Linked DNA regions of Mus musculus: regions 1 and 2 are each linked to region 3. The links are chromatin contacts, called in public HiChIP or PLAC-seq maps. All regions are on one chromosome and are shown on one strand. Each heading gives the region's core, a stretch centred on a gene start, on an enhancer-like site or on the middle of the called end of the contact. The rest is flanking DNA. Distances are from core to core; before and after follow the strand shown. Region 1 overlaps Ggact (gamma-glutamylamine cyclotransferase). Region 2 overlaps Pcca (propionyl-Coenzyme A carboxylase, alpha polypeptide). Region 3 has its middle 3.4 kb from the start of Gm5089.

Region 1 (2,738 bases), core at 126-2,625, 450 kb before region 3:
CCTTTGGGGCACAAGGCAGACTAGAAATTACCTTCAGCCAGACCCAGATGCCCCATTTCCCTGTATCTCCCACTAACAGAGGGTGAGTTAGAACAAGACCTGGATTGTTAGCTCTTTCCTCCTTGACCAGAGAGTACTTGCTCCAGGAATAGTAAACACATTCTGAGAAGTTGCCTAATATGAGTTAAAAGCAGGCTACCCTCCAGGAGCCTGGAAATATTCCAAAAGCCAGATCATTTGCTATGTTTCTTAACCAAGTTTTGACAGTCACTGCTTAGTTAACAGTTAATGTAGATGGGGCCCTGAGTAGGTAAAACAAAACAAAACAAAACAAAAACCCTCTGGCTATATGTCCTAACGTCTGGGCATGGGATACACTCCATTCCCCACATTCTTCTTTCTGCACCTACTGACCACACTCAGCTTCCTTTCCTTGAACCTTTAACTGCAGAGGAATGCGTCTTACTCTGTTTCATTGTGAGTCAGGGTCCAGACATGATTGAGTTTAACAGGGCAGCATAAGTCCATTTCAGAAAGACTACAGAAACTTCACTGCTTGTGGAAACCCTGAAGGTGAAGGTTTCTGATTAGGGATTAGAAGGCATGTTGAATTCTAATAATTCTAATTCTAATAAACTGGCAAGGACAGGAGGCTCAGTGGCCTGTAGACTGGCTCTCTCTTTTGTGCTCATTAGTTTTTATTTTTGAAACAGGGTTGTTGTAGTTCATGATGGCCTCGAATTTGTCATCTTTCTTTATGATTCAGAATGCTAGAATTATAGGTATGTATCACTATGACTGACTCACTAGTATTTTCTATATCAACTCTTTATTTGCACACAAAATGTCTTTTTGTTTTGTTTTTTTGGTTTTTTTTTTGTTTGTTTTTGTTTTTGTTTTTGTTTTTTACAAATGGCTACCACTGTAGAACCACCTGGATCACCTTGGAGAGTGTCACTGTGCCTCCTCCAGAGAGTGGCATCGTCCCACTGGGCCCCTTCCCACCTTGCCGAGATGGAGCTTGCAAACTCTAGATCCTATGTCAGGCCTCCAGCTGTCTGTAGTGCCTCCCTGGATCACTGGCTCCCACCTGAGTCACCTCCCATGATTTGGAGTACCTGACTTTCTTTTGCTTGGCTCTCATGGGATGCTGACCAGCAATGATGGCAGAGACTAGCACTGAGTGAGCTGCCTGTAGGTCTGCACCCAGACTGTGTTGCAAACTGGGCCCTTAGAGCTGGATCGTGAACTTGAGAGTACAACTGAAGCATTTATGCCTGGACGCTGGCCAAGACCAGCAGTCTGGCAGCGGCCACCCTGTTGGATTCAGCTTGAGCTGCAGGTGGCACCAGTGGGTTATTGGCACCTTTTGAGGCCTGTCACTGCCTGCCCAGCCTGTTGACAGGTGTCTGGCTGCTCAGCCACCTGTAACAGCAGGAGCCAACATGTCTCCGTCCCAATGTACCTGGCCTGTGTTTCCAAGGCTCCTTCCAGGCCAGTGGGAATTTTCCAGGCACTTTCATACTCAGAATGAGCAGAAGTGAAGAGAAGGCTGTGTCTGCACTGTTAGTCACTGTATTTTGAAGATAGGAATGTAACTGCCTTAAGTTTTTAAAATTACACTGATGTGTATCTACTTGGAGGGGGCATGTGTGCCACAGCATGCATGTGGAGGCCAGAATTTGGTTCTCTCCTTCTACCACATGGTTCCCAGGCATCAAACTCAGGAACGTTCTTTACCTTTTACTTGCTGGATCTTTGACAAAGCATGAAAAACACTTCCAGCATGACAGAAACATTAAGAACTCACAGAATGGTTGCCAAGGCCAGATTTGTGCAGCCCATTGAGGTATCGGGACCATGAAGGTTTGTTTTCTAAGACCCTTGAGAATCTGGAGCTTTGAACACACGAGCAGGTTGTACCTGATTTCAAAGGCAGCTAGTGCTGCAAATTTGAGTACAGTGTTTGGCTGTCTGCTTTCTGGGGTATTGGTGGAGTTGGTGAGGCTGGCTTCAGCAGGAAGGTCTTGTCTTTACTATAAAGAGCCAAGCAGGCAACCAAATGAGAGCATCAAAGCGTCTGCAGGATGTAACCAGCCCTCCCTGGCAAGATGCCCAGGACCTCAGCTCCTGCCCCTGCTCACAGGCCAGGGCCAGGTTTAAAGTTCACAGCATCTTGTTTTTTCACCTGTTTCCTACAGTTCTAAGAAACTTCTGAAGAATTAATCAGTAACTACATCAGATACTCAGCCTTTGCTCCAAGGAAAATAGGGTTACTGTAGGGGAGGGGAGAAGTAACTCCTTGTTCAGATGCAAGGAGGCTTCTAGAAAATAAGAAATTTCCCATTAAACATGGCCCACACCCCATCCTCCATACCTAAAAGATCCTTATTCAGTTTCCCCACAGTTGTGTATGTTTGTTCCCCAAGCAGATGCCCTATGAGTGGGTATTTGGCAATATTGGTAAAGCCAAGGGTATTGGTTGGCCTTGTGTAGCCAGCTTTGACACAGCTGGTGGATGATGAAAGGAGTAAAGACGCCATTTGTAAGTGCTGTACTGTGGGTGTGCTGCACAGGAGTTCCTGCTTCTGCATGAGTCCTCTGCAGTCAGTGGAAAGTGGTAGACACATTTGGCCAGAGGCAGAGCTCTGTGCCCCCAGTATATGGTCACTCGTTTCCACCACAGTCTTGACAACTGGGAGATTGCTAGTGCCTTGACTTATCATGTAGAGAAATTG
Region 2 (2,700 bases), core at 120-2,619, 420 kb before region 3:
CCAAACAAATCCATTTTATGCTGTCTATAATGTAAAAACATATCTAGTGAGAAAATGTCATCCAAACATTTAAAGAAAAGAAAGAAGAATCAACAGCAAACATGGGAGATACAATGAGAACACTGCACACAGCGGGCAGTTAGGAGGAGGGCCGTGGGACCAGCATAGGACCCACTGTGGCTTTGGGAGAGAGTGCAGGGTAGAACAGGAGAGGTTTCCAGAGTGATATGCTCTGCTGACTGCTACATCCTGCAAGCGGGCTGCCCACCTGTGGGAGAACATGCCTCAATCTATTGATTATATGCACGATTCTCAGTCAGCAGCTTTGGACAGAGAAGCACTCCATCCATGTATGATCAGCTCCAACCTGATGGGCTCTGTTATTTGTCTAGTACTCGAGGCAGGCCCCCTGATGGAGATTGAAGTCTGTGAATGCCTTTCCAAAGCCTCTACATATACAGGTGATTTTTCAAGCCATATACACAGAGTTTCCATGATTCAAGGGTGTGGCCTTTGAATATGAAGTCCAGTCTGCTTTACACAGCCTTCAGCTGCAGTTTCAGAGCCTGTGAGATTTCTCTTGGAGAAGGGCTGAGCTCCAATTTCCCTTCTAACTCATTCGTCCAGGTCCAATTATGAGCTCCATAATTGATTTGATTTTTTTATGTCAGCTGTTGCCCATTAGAGCAACATTAGTCAACATTAGAGTCATAGGTCAACAATCCAGCTTTTCTCTGAGTTATCTGGAAAACTCAAAGTTATCAAGCATTGGCCAAAAACTATATCCACCCCCTTCCTATTCCCAAATGTACTGGCAGATACATTTTTCAAAGGCTGTCTTCCTATTCAAAGTTCCTCACCTCCTCCCACCTCACTCACCCTCACCCCTTCAGTCTCTACTTGTAAGCCTCATCTTCATTCACCTGACGTGAGATCCCCTAAAGCCCTAAGTCAGTCAGGGGAAAATCAGCACGAAGGTTTTGGAAATGATAAAAATGAGGCGTGTCTTCAAAATGCCAGCTCAGCAGAAAGGCAGGAGAACTATAAGCTATAACGTAAGCCACACCATGGACTTGGAAGCCATCAGTGTGTTCCTTGTCCCAGTTCTTTGTAGAAAAAGCACATGTTTACACGAGGGAAAACAACAGTCTGAGCCACGGACTGCACCTGTTTCTCTCCTTGAACCCAGAGCCTATTAGCTAATCTTTTGAAAGAGAAATCTCCAGAAAACATACTGAAAACACACAGACCAGGAGCTGGTAGCTTCTTCATCAAGGTTCAGTCAGCAACCAAGGTGGAAGGAGGAGGCTGCAGCTAAAGCAACAGGCCAATACCCAGCCAGCCCAGTCTCAGCCCAGGCTTCCTGCAGCTGCAGTGGTGGCTCAGCCTGTTAGCATAGTTCTGTGACAACTCCATCAGTGCAGTCTCAAGGTAGCTGTCAATCAGGATGCATCATTTAATCCAACAGCACTCGAAGGACTTTCTCCTCCAACCCACATGACAGCATAGCTACAGCTCTATTTATATCAGCGCCCAGTTGTGTTTACAATGCTGCAGTAATTAGAGAAGATGCAACAGGCAGCAATATTCCTGAGATTTCCATTTTGCAGCATTACCCTATAAAGTGTGATCCTGCTTCACAGAGTCATGCTAAATGACAAAAGGCTATTTTCTTCAATCTCCCAGCCCCGACAGCACTTCATTTGCAGCTATCTATAATTAGATTAATGGTGTAGTGCAGTACAAAGCGGACCCACTTCACATCAGATAGCTTATGAATTAGGACAAACACTTATTTCAATTCCAGGCAGAGAAAGCAATGACTGGGGTGTTTAGCATACCCTTTATGGTGGAATGAGATGTTAATTGTGTACCATTACCTCTAAACTGCTTGCTTGTTGTATAAATCACTGTGCTAATTGATGCAGAGATAGAAATGTAGCCACAGGCAAGAAAGCAAAGGAATGAGAGCTGAAGATGGAGGATAAGGGATTATCGAGGAAAACCATATGGAGACAAGGTTCCTTTGAAACCTCTGTTTTCTGCCTATGAACAGGAATCCTTCAAGTACAGCAATAGACAAGAAAAAAAAAATAACTTTACTTCTTACAAACACAATTTTCTTTTAAAAGTTCTGCCTGTCAAATATCGAGTATGTTGAATGAATCTGAAAATGCATTTATAAATCCCAGAATGTGTGGGCCAGCCAGGACATCTGGACTATAACTCATGGTTAAGGAGAGTCCCTTCTGAGTTACTTGATGCATGTGCTTCTGACCCACCCACAAGGCAAAACTCAAGTTTTCTGAGGGCCTGAAATTCTTCTCCATATTAGGAGGAAAAAAAAAAAAAAACTAGACTGGTTTAGATCTGTCAGGCTAATTACACAGAGAGAATGAATCAAACAGAACATGATCATCTGCCACTGATACAATAACTAGAACCACTGATACAGTAACTAGCCACTGATACAGTAACTAGAGCCACTGAAACAGTAACTAGCCACTGATAGAGTAACTAGAGCCACTGATAGAGTAACTAGAGCCACTAATAGAGTAACTAGCCACTGATACAGTAACTAGAGCCACTGATACAGTAACTAGAGCCACTGAAACAGTAACTAGAGCCACTGATACAGTAACTAGAGCCACTGAAACAGTAACTAGCCACTGAAACAGTAACTAGAGCCACTGAAACAGT
Region 3 (2,700 bases), core at 201-2,700:
TAAGCATTTCTCCAAAAGGTTATAGTGGCTTTTCAAAGTCAGGTCTGTTAAGTGTAGTAAAGGTGACACAGGTTGCCAAGAGTTGTTGTAAGCCTCATGACAATAACCAGCACACGAGGGAGAAAAACACTCGTAAATGAGGGCTTCGATCAATGGGAAAACTTACAGCTCTAATGAAGTTTCTTGTGAAAGGAAGGGTGATACAAAGCCACCAAGACATGAATCATTCATGGGAAATATAAAAGATAAAAGATATCTGACAATGAGCAGAAGCTTGTATAGAGTGTATAAAACAAGTTTCCCCTTCTTATTTTCTGCTTTAAAACGCACAATCTCCCACTCCCAGCCTCTTCTGTCCAGTCTATAGAGTTAAAATTGACCACTGCTCGTCCTGAGCCACTTCAAAGTAATTTAGTCCAGAACGGAAGGCTTGGCGCTTGGACAATCTTCATGGTGTGTTAAGATTTCTATGGCAATTGGCAAGCAAGACGTTCCCATCTGAATATGTCTCAAAGAAAGCCACTTATTGACACTAAGTTGGCTATCATCAAAGACTTCATCTTCCCTCTGCAAAAAAAACAAAAAAAACAAAAAACAAAAAACGTGGCCTTGCAACCACTGAATCGGCTATCTTTGTTTTTCAGGCCAGGAGGCTCTGCAAACACACGGTTTTTCCTTGTTTATATATCTCTCCTATTCAAATATTCTTTGGTAAATGAATGTTAAGAAAGCCTTAGCAAGATCTACTTGGTGGGAAGTATGTCCTCTTGAGTTGGAGGTGGCCACACAAGTGTCCTGATCCTGGGGCCTGAAGGCCTTGGAAACTGGGCCCAACTGTCTACCCGCCTCTCAAGTGCTGTGTCACTGGAGAGGAGCGTTGTTGGCCTCCACTCTGTCCCAGTGTGGTTAGGAAATACAACCAGGGAGAACGGAGCAGGAGAGACAACTGCATTTCTCAAGTGGTCACCTTAAACCAAAAAAAAAAAAAACAAAAAACAAAAAACAAAACAAAACAAAAAAACCAAAAAAAAAAAAAAAAAAAAAAACCAGGGAATGTTATCACAAGGCAAACAAAACAATCCACAGACTTAAGAATCTATCCATCTAGTTACAGGGATACCACCTCCCTGCCATCTGCCAGTGCCTTACCCAAACACCACCCGAAACCTCGGGAACATTCTAGATCTGGAAAGACAACAGAATCACAGAGAAAGCACCCTGGGGTGGTCAGCACACTTTCCCTCCCCGTGAAAAAAAACTCTCAGAGACCCCACGAAGGGACATCCCAGAGCACATATTCACACATCCCGAAACTGCCTAATCAGGCAGGGAGAAGTTCAAAGGCATGTTTTTGAAATTCAAACTACTGTTTTTATGGTACATCCACACAGAGGTCAGAATTGCTATGGCAATAGGCAGGGCCAGGAGAGTCGCTGGCAGGCCGTCCACAGCGATTTGAGACAGTCTATTAAGATACAGTTGCAGTGACCCTTACTTTCAAGGCCAGTTAATTCAGCCAATTCTCACCTCATCAGAAACACATAGGCAAAGATTAGAAATGTATGATATATATGTGCATATCATATATATTAGCTTTCTGTTGTTGGTGATGATTCCCCTATAGAACCTCCTGGCTTGAAAGGAAGAAGAAAGAATGAAGAGAGGAGAGAAAGCCCAGTGGGGGTGGGGGTAGTGATGTCAGAGGGTAGGGAGAGAGGCAGGGGAGCCTGGTCCCCAGTACCTCTTCCTTCTCTCCCCACCTAAGCACTTTTATTTGTAGAGCGATTGTTCTTTGTTTATTTAATACAAGTACTGTGTGAATAGTGAAAAATAAACACGATGAAAAATAACCAAACAGATGATTCCTCGGAGTGAAAAAGCCCGGACTTAATAAAAGTGCGAAGCAGTCACCGCTCAATGAGAAACGCTTTGAAGTGGAACTTATTATAAGAGGGATACTTCAGGGTTGCCTTAACGACGCCGCTGAATCGAAAGCGCTCGCCTTTGTCAGCGATTTGTTCTCCTTTGCTGGGGTGCCCGGAGAAATTACTTACATGGGCTGCCTTAACATGCGGCCTGCAAATCAGTAACTTTGCAGCTCAGACTTGCAGACGCCACTGGGTCACCGACAAAAAGAAGTCAGGGGGGAAACGCACCAATCCTCCAGGCGGAGGCTCTGGGGATGGGGCTCACGGCGTGTTGGGGCGGTAGATAAGTTGCATTACACCCGAGCTCCCCACTCTAGCTCTCACCCCAGAGCAGGTCCTAGGGCCTCTATCCCTAGATGATCCAGACTCCTGCGGCTCCCGGGCCCTCCAGTGAGGGGCGCTCTTTGGCGCGCAGGCCCAGAGCCATACTTTCCCAGCAGTCCAGGCCATATTTAATAAGGGTCGTTTATCACTCAGGCGCTTTGAAGGGTCGCCTCCAGCCCTGTGCCCATTAGAAAGGCGGAGGTGACATTTAAACTCCGTTTTCAAGGATCGCGGGGGGATTTCATTGAAAAGGCAACTCGTTTGTCTCAGGAGCCTGGAAACAACCCCCGTCTCCCTCCTTTTGACCACATGGCATAACTCAAAAACAATAGTTCAAAAGTGAAATGGCGTCGTGGTGTTCACTGGGAGACAGGCCCCCATCTAGCACCAGAGAAAGGGGTACTCCTCAAGACAATGTGCTTTTTGTGTTCGGCTCTGTCACGAGGAT

The links. HiChIP or PLAC-seq counts read pairs in DNA pulled down with a chosen protein or histone mark.
Region 1: an H3K4me3 HiChIP or PLAC-seq map of forebrain shows a contact between it and region 3, with 3 times the contacts expected there. The contact joins two enhancer-like sites. A contact is called at or near these places in 9 of 39 promoter capture datasets (the C10 cell line, cranial neural crest, embryonic stem cells and 5 more), 11 of 115 datasets of contacts at active chromatin or transcription factors (craniofacial prominence, effector CD8 T cells, embryonic basal ganglia and 8 more) and 3 of 9 other capture datasets (adipose tissue, liver and macrophages).
Region 2: a contact with region 3 is called in an H3K4me3 HiChIP or PLAC-seq map of forebrain, with 5 times the contacts expected there. The contact joins two enhancer-like sites. A contact is called at or near these places in 8 of 39 promoter capture datasets (the C10 cell line, the HPC-7 cell line, cranial neural crest and 5 more), 3 of 15 datasets of contacts at CTCF or cohesin (CD8 T cells, large pre-B cells and pro-B cells), 12 of 484 Hi-C or Micro-C datasets (the AML12 cell line, B cells, the G1E-ER4 cell line and 9 more), 12 of 115 datasets of contacts at active chromatin or transcription factors (astrocytes, craniofacial prominence, embryonic basal ganglia and 9 more) and 4 of 9 other capture datasets (adipose tissue, embryonic stem cells, liver and 1 more).

What each region holds. Positions count from the first base shown.
Region 1 is chr14:122,901,683-122,904,420 of GRCm38.p6, reverse strand. All of the region lies in intron 1 of Ggact (gamma-glutamylamine cyclotransferase), which reads left to right. Among named protein-coding and RNA genes, the nearest start is that of Gm46488, 7.8 kb to the left of the region's middle. Within about 2 kb of position 1,375, at least 114 of the 459 cell types and tissues checked have an H3K27ac peak or open chromatin away from gene starts, as enhancers often do. A contact at or near this core is called in forebrain, where this site is marked.
Region 2 is chr14:122,871,135-122,873,834 of GRCm38.p6, reverse strand. All of the region lies in intron 21 of Pcca (propionyl-Coenzyme A carboxylase, alpha polypeptide), which reads right to left. Among named protein-coding and RNA genes, the nearest start is that of Gm46488, 38 kb to the left of the region's middle. Within about 2 kb of position 1,369, at least 11 of the 459 cell types and tissues checked have an H3K27ac peak or open chromatin away from gene starts, as enhancers often do. A contact at or near this core is called in forebrain, where this site is marked.
Region 3 is chr14:122,453,206-122,455,905 of GRCm38.p6, reverse strand. No RefSeq gene overlaps it. Among named protein-coding and RNA genes, the nearest start is that of Gm5089, 3.4 kb to the right of the region's middle. Within about 2 kb of position 1,450, at least 13 of the 459 cell types and tissues checked have an H3K27ac peak or open chromatin away from gene starts, as enhancers often do. A contact at or near this core is called in forebrain, where this site is marked.